Linked DNA regions of Mus musculus: region 2 is linked to region 1. A link is a contact called in public HiChIP or PLAC-seq data. All regions are on one chromosome and are shown on one strand. The core of a region is the stretch at or near the end of the contact, and the rest is flanking DNA. Distances in the headings are between cores, read along the strand shown.

The links. HiChIP or PLAC-seq counts read pairs in DNA pulled down with a chosen protein or histone mark.
Region 2: a contact with region 1 is called in a PDX1 HiChIP or PLAC-seq map of a beta-TC-6 cell line, with 7 times the contacts expected there. The contact joins the promoter of Tmsb15l here to the enhancer-like site in region 1. A contact is called at or near these places in 2 of 39 promoter capture datasets (the 3T3-L1 cell line and hippocampal neurons), 3 of 484 Hi-C or Micro-C datasets (the AML12 cell line, Sertoli cells and nephron progenitors), 1 of 115 datasets of contacts at active chromatin or transcription factors (a beta-TC-6 cell line) and 1 of 9 other capture datasets (pancreatic islet).

Annotation. Positions count from the first base shown.
Region 1 is chrX:136,898,951-136,904,008 of GRCm38.p6, forward strand. No RefSeq gene overlaps it. Among named protein-coding and RNA genes, the nearest start is that of H2bfm, 26 kb to the right of the region's middle. Within about 2 kb of position 2,506, at least 2 of the 459 cell types and tissues checked have an H3K27ac peak or open chromatin away from gene starts, as enhancers often do.
Region 2 is chrX:136,974,634-136,979,781 of GRCm38.p6, forward strand. Tmsb15l (thymosin beta 15b like) reads right to left here and starts at 2,241. Exons shown (of 4, transcript NM_207267.4): 1 at 2,126-2,241; 2 at 765-869. The coding sequence starts at 864. It overlaps Tmsb15b1 (thymosin beta 15b1), which reads right to left and starts at 2,241. Exons shown (of 3, transcript NM_001081983.1): 1 at 2,126-2,241; 2 at 765-869. The coding sequence starts at 864.

The DNA of each region.
Region 1 (5,058 bases), core at 1,256-3,755:
AGAGTACCTTCCGTTTCTATTTTGTGGAATAGTTTGTGAAGAACTGGAATTAGATCTTCATTGAAGGTCTGATAGAACTCTGCACTAAACCCACCTGGTCCTGGGCTTTTTTTGGTTGGGAGACTATTAATGACTGCTTCTATTTCTTTAGGGGATATAGGACTGATGCAAAGTTTCTGCAAGGCAAAAGACACCGTCAATAAGACAAAAAGGCCACCAACAGATTGGGAAAGGATCTTTACCTATCCCAAATCGGATAGGGGACTAATATCCAATATATATAAAGAACTCAAGAAGGTGGACTCTAGAAAATCAAATAACCCCATTAAAAAATGGGGCTCAGAGCTGAACAAAGAATTCTCACCTGAGGAATACCAAATGGCAGAGAAGCACCTGAAAAAATGTTCAGCATCCTTAATCATCAGGGAAATGCAAATCAAAACAACCCTGAGATTCCACTTCACTCCAGTCAGAATGGCTAAGATAAAAAATTCAGGTGACAGCAGATGCTGGCGAGGATGTGGAGAAAGAGGAACACTCCTCCATTGTTGGTGGGATTGCAAGCTTGTACAACCACTCTGGAAATCAGTCTGGCGGTTCCTCAGAAAATTGGACATAGTACTACCGGAGGATCCAGCAATACCTCTCCTGGGCATATATCCAGAAGATGTTCCAACTAGTAAGAAAGAAACATCTTCCACTATGTTCATAGCAGCCTTATTTATAATAGCCAGAAGCTGGAAAGAACCCATATGCCCCTCAATAGAGGAATGGATACAAAAAATGTGGTACATTCACACAATGGAGTACTACTCAGCTATTAAAAAGAATGAATTTATGAAATTCCTAGGCAAATGGATGGACCTGGAGGGCATCATCCTGAGTGAGGTAACACAATCACAAAGGAACTCTCACAATATGTACTCACTGATATTAGCCCAGAAACTTAGAATACCCAAGATATAAGATACAATTTGTGAAAAACACATGAAACTCAAGAAGAAGGAAGACCAAAGTGTGGACACTTAACCCTGTCTTAGAAATGGGAACAAAACACCCATGGAAGGAGTTACAGAGACAAAATTTGGAGCTGTGACGAAAGGATGGACCATCTAGTGATTGCCATATCCAGGGATCCATACCATAATCAGCTTCCAAACGCTGACACCATTGCATACACTAGCAAGATTTTGCTGAAAGGACCCAGATATAGCTGTCTCTTGTGAGACTATGCCGGGGCCTAGCAAACACAGAAGTGGATGATCACAGTCAGCTAATGGATGGGTCACACGGCCCCCAATGGAGGAGCTAGAGAAAGTACCCAAGGAGCTAAAGGGATCTGCAACCCTATAGATGGAACAACAATATGAACTAACAAGTACCCCGGAGCTCTTGTCTCTAGCTGCATATGTATCAAAAGATGGCCTAGTCGGCCATCACTGCAAAGAGAGGCCCATTGGACTTGCAAACTTTATATGCCCCAGTATAGGGGAACACCAGGGCCAAAAAGGGGGAGTGGGTGGGTAGGGAATTGTGGGGGTGGGTATGGGGGACTTTTGGGATAGCATTGGAAATGTAAACGAGGAAAATACCTAATAAAAAATAATAAAAAAAATAAAATCAATCATAGGGCAAAAAATCAGAAAAGCAAGGATCATTCTGGTTCCAGAAGCCACAGAATAAACACTACCACAAAAGATATTGAATACTCAAAGTGAACTAACTGGTTTCTTGAAAGCCTCCATAGAATGTCTAGTATATTCTTCAGGAGGCTGACATAAACATTTCACAAGTGTTCTTTCACAAGTGTGCCCATGGGTTCTTTTTTTTTAAGGCTTTTTTGTAATTATTTGCTTTTGTTTTGTTTTGTTGTTGTTGTTTTGTGGGGTTTTCTTTGAGACAGGGTCTCACAGTGTTGGTCTTGATCTTATAGGCATCCACCTGCCTCAAGTTCAGGGGATTAAAGTTCTGCTCCATGTTCAGTCTTTTTGTCCATTTTAAATTACAGCTTTATAGCCATTCAAAAAAGGACATAAGAACGGAGAATGATAAGAGGAATATGTCAGTATTTTGGTATTCTCTATTTTAAAATGGGAACCTTTGCAAACCAGGACAAAAGTAAAATGGTGTCTTGTGAAAACCCAAAAAACAAAAAGGGCGGGGGTGGAGGTGGAGGTCCTTAATTGCTCAGGCTGCAAACACTGATGGTGTATAGACCTCTTCCCTCTCCATATCTACAGAGTCATCATAGTTTGTTGGTTTGTTTTTCTCACCTAATGTACCCCACATCTGTTCCTCTGTTTTTGATCATATTACGGCTCTATTAGACCAGGTGCTCATCAATTCATGCTTGCAAAACAACATGACTAACTAATATAGGAAAAAATGAAAGTGTCAGTTTTATAGTTAAATAACTGTGAATTTTTCTCTCAGAGAAAGAAATTGTGTTTGTTTTAGCCAAATACCCATCTAGGTGTTTTCATTGCTCAAACATTACAGCATGGTTGGGCGAAGCCTAGAGTTGAACTGCTCTGCTTAGAAAATTAGCGGTAATGGCTTGGTTGGGGGATGTAATGGATTGGTTCAATAAATCTGTAACCTATGGAAAGATAGGGAGAGGTTAATGGGAGAATGAAAGGAAGTTGAAAGCTGGGAAAGTTAAAGCCTTTGTGTAATGGCTAAGGAGCTTTAAATGAATCAAATCTCTCATATTTAAATGTTTGAAAATACATTTTTATTTTTCTTTGAGAATTTTGCAGATGCATACATTGTATTTTGATCATAGCCACCCTCAGGGAGAGAGTACCCCAAATCCAAGCAAAGGGTGATTGGTTTGCTTTGGGAACTTCCAAGCCAAGAACTCATATAAGTAACTATAACAGAAAGAAGAATATAATTAACTGCATATAGAAATCCAAATGAAATTCTTTTCATGTTGAGAAGAACAACCACAGGTTGTGTAGACCAAACACAATTTCATGCCAGTGGACTGAAAGGGACTGGAGTTTGCAAGGTAAGTAATATTTTTATAGGTAAATATAACTGAAATCAAATTTGAGACAGTGGATCATTATCTCCCATAAGATCAAGTGGCAATTTTCAACAGCCTTGAAAGATAAAAATGCTGCTTCACTTTTAAGTAAAAGATGGAAATTTTCATTATCCACCAAAATAACATGCATCTTTTATAAATCTCAGACATCTACTCTTTTAATGCAATATACTAAAGGTAAATATTTAATCATTCTTCTTGATATCCTTAAAGAACCAAGGCTCTCCGACTAGTGTTTTCCTTTACTAATAAATAGAATTTTATCTCTTTTTCATGAATCTCACATTATATAACAGCATCCAAATAAATACAGAAAAATAAATTTCATACTTCATTGTTCTTGAAAGTTTTGGTGATAAAGAATAACAAGAATTCCGTTAGAATCAGGAATTGTAATGTTGTAATTCAGAAGTTGAAAGATAATGGTCCTATAGCATGATTAATTGGATTCAGTGAAAATCTATACAAACTAGTATTATCCTATGGACCAAACTGTGTGGTCAACTGGGAAACAAATGGCCCTCCATTTTATTTCCTGTTGGAAAAATCATTGCAGGTTGAGAATTGGGAAATAAAATCAAAGACATATTTCTGAACAGTACTCTTGTTGTTGTTAAATCTCCTATGAAAGGTGATATTTTCATCAATTTATCCCAAATTTACCTCACTGTAAGAACTAGCTGTAAGATTCTGCCTGGAAGGCCGGATGTCTCCATTATTTTCAGACAATGGAAGAAAGGCCACAGTGCTTATAAGCCAGGTGCATTTTTTATAGCACTGGCTGCTTCATTTAGGAGATATAGTTTAGAGAGGATAGAAACCTTGCTAAGGAGAAATAGAATAGTTTAGCCTGATTACAGATCAACTCTTCTTGCATATCTTTTCAACTTAGATCCTGCCTTCTTACAAGCTAGCTTAGGTACTCTCAAAGCTATTTTTTTTTTTGAGGTCAGTAAACACTCTTGGAAAACTACAGATTAGGCATCCAGTAGTGTTTAGGTTTCTATTGATCCAGATTAGGCTTATGACATGAATATGGTCCATTCAAAACTGAGAAACCAATCCAAAAAAATCTAGATAAATTATTTCAAACAACATCATAGTTCTATAAAAACTCCCTCAGCTCTAATAATGAAACTCGATTAAAAACTTAAGTGTTATAATAATGGAGTGCAGATGCCTCTTGCTATAATAAACTCCTTAAAATTTTACCATTATGTAAGTAAAGCTTTAATAAGTAAGAGAATATAAACTTCAATGCCATCTCTAAATCCCTGTGTGGCTCACCTGTGGCTACCAAGTAATTTGGTTCTTGAATCTACAATGGTGACAGCTACAATGACATCTTCCATTCAATTTATAGTATTGGACAGAATAAAAGCATTGGAATTCATTTGCCTGAGTCATAAATTATTGCCATGCCCGTGAAAACAGGAAGTACATTCAAAGCCTTTTTAATGCCAGAGAGCTTTTCTCTCCATCCATTTTCCTTGACCCTTTCTCATTCACCCTAGTCTCAACCATTTTAAACATAAAAGGGAAGTGTGGCTGACTCCAGTGGGAATACATGGTAAACACCTGCTGAACACCATATACGGGTACATATGTAATTCATATTTGCTTTGGTGGGGATGAGACAGCATTTCTCTATGTAGCCCTGGCTGTCCTGGAACTCACTCTGTAGACCAAGCTGGCCTTGAATTCATAGAAATCTGCCTGATTTCTGCCTCCTGAATGCTGGGTTAAATGTTGACATGACTAAGGTAATCATATTTTGTCCCAGATTTATTTTGCACATGCCTAGACAGTTCTCAATTTCATCCCCAAAAATCACACCTACTTTGGTACTTTTGAGACTATCTGTGAAACTGACCATGGTCCAGAAGTAAATAAAATAATTGGCGTTTGTACAAGCTTAAACTAAAAGGAAGTGTAAATAAAAATAATTATCATGGTATACCTAAAAATACTGTTGAACCTTTCAAAAAAGCAAGATATTACTAGGC
Region 2 (5,148 bases), core at 991-3,490, 75 kb after region 1:
GCACCCACAAATCCTCACCAAGTGCTATGTGAGAGTACATAGCAACCCTTTTAATATCCATTAGAATCTGAATCAACTATAGGTTTTATATTCCACTTAAGGTACGTGTATGCTGCTGCCACTATTTGACACTAAATGGCAAATTAAGTACTCCATAACAATATATCTACCACACTCCAATAGGGAAAGGGATATTTTCAAACAGTTTTGTCTGCTTTTTGGAACTGTCTGATAATTTTGGTGTAACAGAGGGCAAAGCATGGCACAGCATTTGTGAGTGATATTCTCCAGGAAGCTGAAAATCTGGGGAACAGCAGCAAACCTCTGCGTCTGGGGGCAGCAAGCATATTCGAGATCTGAAGTCACTCCATTTACAAAAGGTCAGAAGCACTGGCACAGTCCACTAGGGGGACAAGATCACACTCAACCTTGTCAAGGCAGCAAACACCACGATTACAAGTGTATATCCCTGGGTTTTGGTTGTTGTTGTTTGGTTGGCTTTTTTTTTTTTGTCAATTATTTCAAGGTTAATTTTAATGTGAGTTTCATAATTTTCAACAGAAAATAGCTTTTGTTTCTTTATACTACTGATGTTTGTTATGCAGGAAGCACTTACATATCCCCAGTAACAGAATCAGCTACTGGATATTTTAAACTATTAAGTCTGGTAAGATATTATTTACTCATGAAAACTGTAAAAGAACATAACATAGGTTTGTTGACTGACTACAGCAACTTTCCCTACTAGAAACCCCATGACTTACTTTCATTCGACGGAAGAGTATTTTTTACTTCAGTATTAGTTTTCTTCAACTTTGATTTGTCAAACGTTTCAACTTCTGACAAGTCTGGTTTATCGCTCATCTTGTCTATAAGAAAGACAAAACAAAGTTGCCCACTAGAACCATGATCAGATTAAGAGTCACAGTAAAAACATTCATTTACTATCAGTGAATGTTTTGCATGCTGTTTTCCAAAACAACGGATCTTAGAAAGTCATGTTTGTCTTAGAGTCTTCTGATTGCAATGCATTAGCTCATTTCTGGTGAAAGTAAATGACAGCAGACAAAGATGTTCAAGAAAGCAAGATACTCTAGAAACTGGCTGTGGAGACGTGGGGGTGTGGCTCACTTTAAAATTCCCAGCAAAGGCAAAATAGAAATGACAAAAATTAGCAGATAAGAATAGAAGAGCAAATAAGGGCTAGATTTGACTAGGGAAGACGTGAGGGACTATCTGAGCATTTTCACCTTCTAGGCAGTTACTTTTAGGGTATTTGGGAATGGTGGTGAGCATCATGCAGAAAAAATGTCAAACAACACTGTACTGACTTCTAAAGGATGATGAAAGCTGGTATATTAACCATTAGAGTAGGAATGAAAGGCGAATACAAGTCTCACACAATATCTTCTTGTAGCCTTAATAAACATGTAAGGGGGGGGGGGGAAGATAAACAGGTTGAGACTCAGAACTTTAGCAGAGTCAAGTAAGCCAAAGAGAGTTAAGTTCTACTTCACAGTTTTCACTGTTACTAGGTAGGAAAGCAAGGTACACATGGAGCCATCCCTGGCATCTTCTGAATTTCACAAGTGGATCAGGAAAGGAACAATAGGAAAAGACCCCAAAGGTCAGAAGGCAGAAATCTTCTGTATCACCCCAGTGGGGCAGGACACAATCTGTTAACCAAAGTATAGTGGAGAATCGTTATCTTCAAAGCTTCCACATGGCCAAACACAATGTCATTCAATCAAGGATACCCGAAGGCCCTCTTTTATGCTGAAAGCCAGAAAAACTGGGATTCACAACTTTGTAACCACAGGGCGGGACAGAGGGGCGAGAACCACAACCCTAAAAGTCCCTTTCCCACCCAACCAAACCCTACTTCCAGCCTTCACTAACTCCTCGAAGCTGCTGGTCCCTCTGAACCTCCCAGGGTGGGGACACCACCACCATCACCACCACCACCACCACTACCAGGACTATGCTCTGCACCGGCTAGAAACAGGGAAATCTGTAAACTCGGGTGAGCAGACAGCTTGGTCTGCCTGAAAACACAAAGACGATAGAGCAAGCACTAGCAGTCGCCACTGTGCTTGGTCCCGCAAATGCCAGGGGAGATACTCACCTGCCGGTTCCAAGGCTCCCTTCAGGCCAGCAGTTATGTCCACAGTTACCTCTGGATCAGGACTGTGCTCAGGAGTGCAGTGACCAACTGATTAACTCTGCCACGGGTCCCGCCCCTATATCCCGCCCATCCCCTCTATGATTGAACAGAAGGTCTAAACGTAATCCCTACACAGGCGTCCCTGATTGGACACATCTTGGCTTGACACGCCCCCTCCTCAGGTCTAGTGTTCTGGGTGGCTGTCTCTGTTCTGTTTACCTGCAGCCCACCTATAGCATGGCTTGATGATGCCTAAGAGATAATGATTGGCAAGGGTCAGTTCCCCTTCTCTTCCACAGCTTTAGCCCTGGGGTTCACAATTCCTTCTTTACAAATGCAGTCTTTCCTCCGCCGATTTAGAAGCCTCACATTAAACAGCTACACCTTACCCAGTTAAATTTTAATATCTGGACATCGGGGGCCAAACTGAATGAGTTGTACCCTGCATTCTTGTTGTTGCTTTTGTTGTTCTTGTTGTTGTTGTTACAGTTGTTGTTGTTGCTTTTGTTGTTGTTGTTGTTGCTGTTTGAACAGATGCTCAGTAACCTCTGTCTAATCTCTGCTCTGCTCGTAATGCAGACGTGAGAGTCAGTGGTTCAGGGCCATGCATTCCTGAACATTGCCTATGTACTCATGTGACAGTTTAGACTTTTTGTGCCATTGACCAGGAGAAGAACTACTTTAGAATAAGCACAAGGCCATCTACAGACACTAGTTTTCACTTAGAACTTTGGTTGATGCACAAGAAACAGAAGATGGAAACTGCAGTTACCTCCTCACAAGGCTTAGGGGTTTTCCCAGAAGAGGGGCTGAACGATTTTTAAGAGCTAGAGGCACTGGACTACTACAGTGTTTTTTGAACAGATGTGATTACAGGTACATAACTTGATCAAAATTAAAATAAGACCATATCTCAGCGTGGCCAGGGGTGTAAGGAGCACCAGAAGTCCTGCCCCTAGCTGAGAAGTACTGACAGTTGACAGTTGTTTGGAAAGAGAGATGCAGTTTTCTTGAAAGGTGAGGTCCCTGAGAGGTTACACATGTTCCAGCAGATGGCCCTACTCCTGGGCATATACTGGCTCCATCTTTTCCCCCTGCACATCTTGTAGGCAGGACAAATTATAGGTATAAAGGTATGTGGCTGGGTTGGTGTCCCAGTCTCCCCATTGGAAGTCTCACCTGGTTCCAGGAGATGGCAGCTCAGGCTCTATATCCCACATTGCAAGGAGTTTTAGCTAAGGTCACCTTCATAGATTCCCAGGAGTTTCCATCGCCCTAGGTCTCTAGCTCATCCCAGAGAAGCCCCTCGCCCGATCTCAGTACTCTCTCCCTCCATCCTTTCCCCACCTGAGCCAGGAATTATATTGAAGAGACAACATTAAGCAATGGCAACATAGCCCAGACATAGACATAGAGAACTGTGAGACAGTTGACTCAGGATATACAAATGCTCCATATTTGATAGTATTTTGTTATAAATGAATATGGAGAAAAAGGCTTGTCAACAAATGATATAAGGATACCTGAATATTTATCTAGAAAATTTGAAAGTGAACATCTAGCCTCATAGTGTTTACATGCTAGGGTTGAACCTGGGGCCTTGCACATGCTAAGAATGCACTCTCACCTCCAGCCCCCATCCTCACATTTCACGTGAAGTCAATTCCAAATATATTTAGAGAAGTAAATGTGAAAGAAAAAACTAAGGCTATCTATTCAAAGAAGATTGCTCTTCAGGAAACACACAGACACTGTAAAGAGAACACACAAAGGATTGAAGTGAGAACAAATAACTCCCATAATTAATTGGAAAAACTGACAAAACTCAACAAGAAACCTGAAAATGTCTTGAATACATGATTAACAAAAGAAGAGATCCTAATGTCCAACTGGCATATGTAAATATGCTCAGCATTATTAACAATCAGGAAAATCAAATCATGAGACTTCATTTTACTGGCACTGGGTTGGAAAACTAATGTCAGGTAGTGCCTGCTGCTGGCCTGCAGGTGGAGCAACAGGAACTGTTGAACATGGATTGGCAGGGTAGAAATCTGTGTGTGAGGCATAAATGTTAGGCAGCATTCAGTTACATTGAAAGTGTGCACACCTAACAAACCTGGTCTATCTTTTCTTTGTTTATTATGCTTTGTTTTTTGAAATTTTCTCTCTGTAGTCCTGGGTATCCTGGAACTCACACTGTACACCAGGTTAGCCTCAATCGAATTTAGTGATCTGCCTGCCTTAGCCTCACGAGTGCTATGATTAAAAGCATGCACCACTACTGCCTGGCTGCCAGCCTGAACTATAGAGTAAGTTATAGGACCGCAATCGCTACACAGAGAGACTCTGTCTCAAAAAAGTAGGGTGTGTGTGTGTGTGTGTCTGTGTGTGGGTGTGCGTGCGCGCGCGCGCACGTGCACACACGCACGCGCGAGCATGCAGTTTTCTGTCTAGCAATAAGTGTTTCCCTGTGTATAGAGAATGCATGCTCATATAGTATAGCAAATGAGATGAAATGTTAACAGGTCGATCTGAGTTAAGAATACATAGATGTTCTTTAAGCATTATGCATAAGATTTTGGGGAATAGTGCTGATCATTTCTCCCTAGTTTGTGACACAACTTTGTGAAAAATATTTTCTCTTGGAAGTTAGACATAAGCACAACTCGCTGCTGTTCTCATTCGCCTTTCTTTGTATGGGTGTGTATTGTACTTCCTTGAATGGACAAGCGTTGATATCCATCACCATTCATGGAGATTTGGTTCCAGGACTCTGTGGGAATACCCAAACTAGTCACTTCTGAAGTACCATATTTTCCAAACTTGTATAATTGTATTGGCATGACACTTCCGACATAATATGTTTATTGTTTTGTTTTTATTTAGGTTTATTTTTCATTTTGTAGGGAAGGAAGAGGAATTGAGTCACCATCTCATACAGCCCAGTCTGTCCTGGAACAATGTAGCCTTGGGTGGCCTTG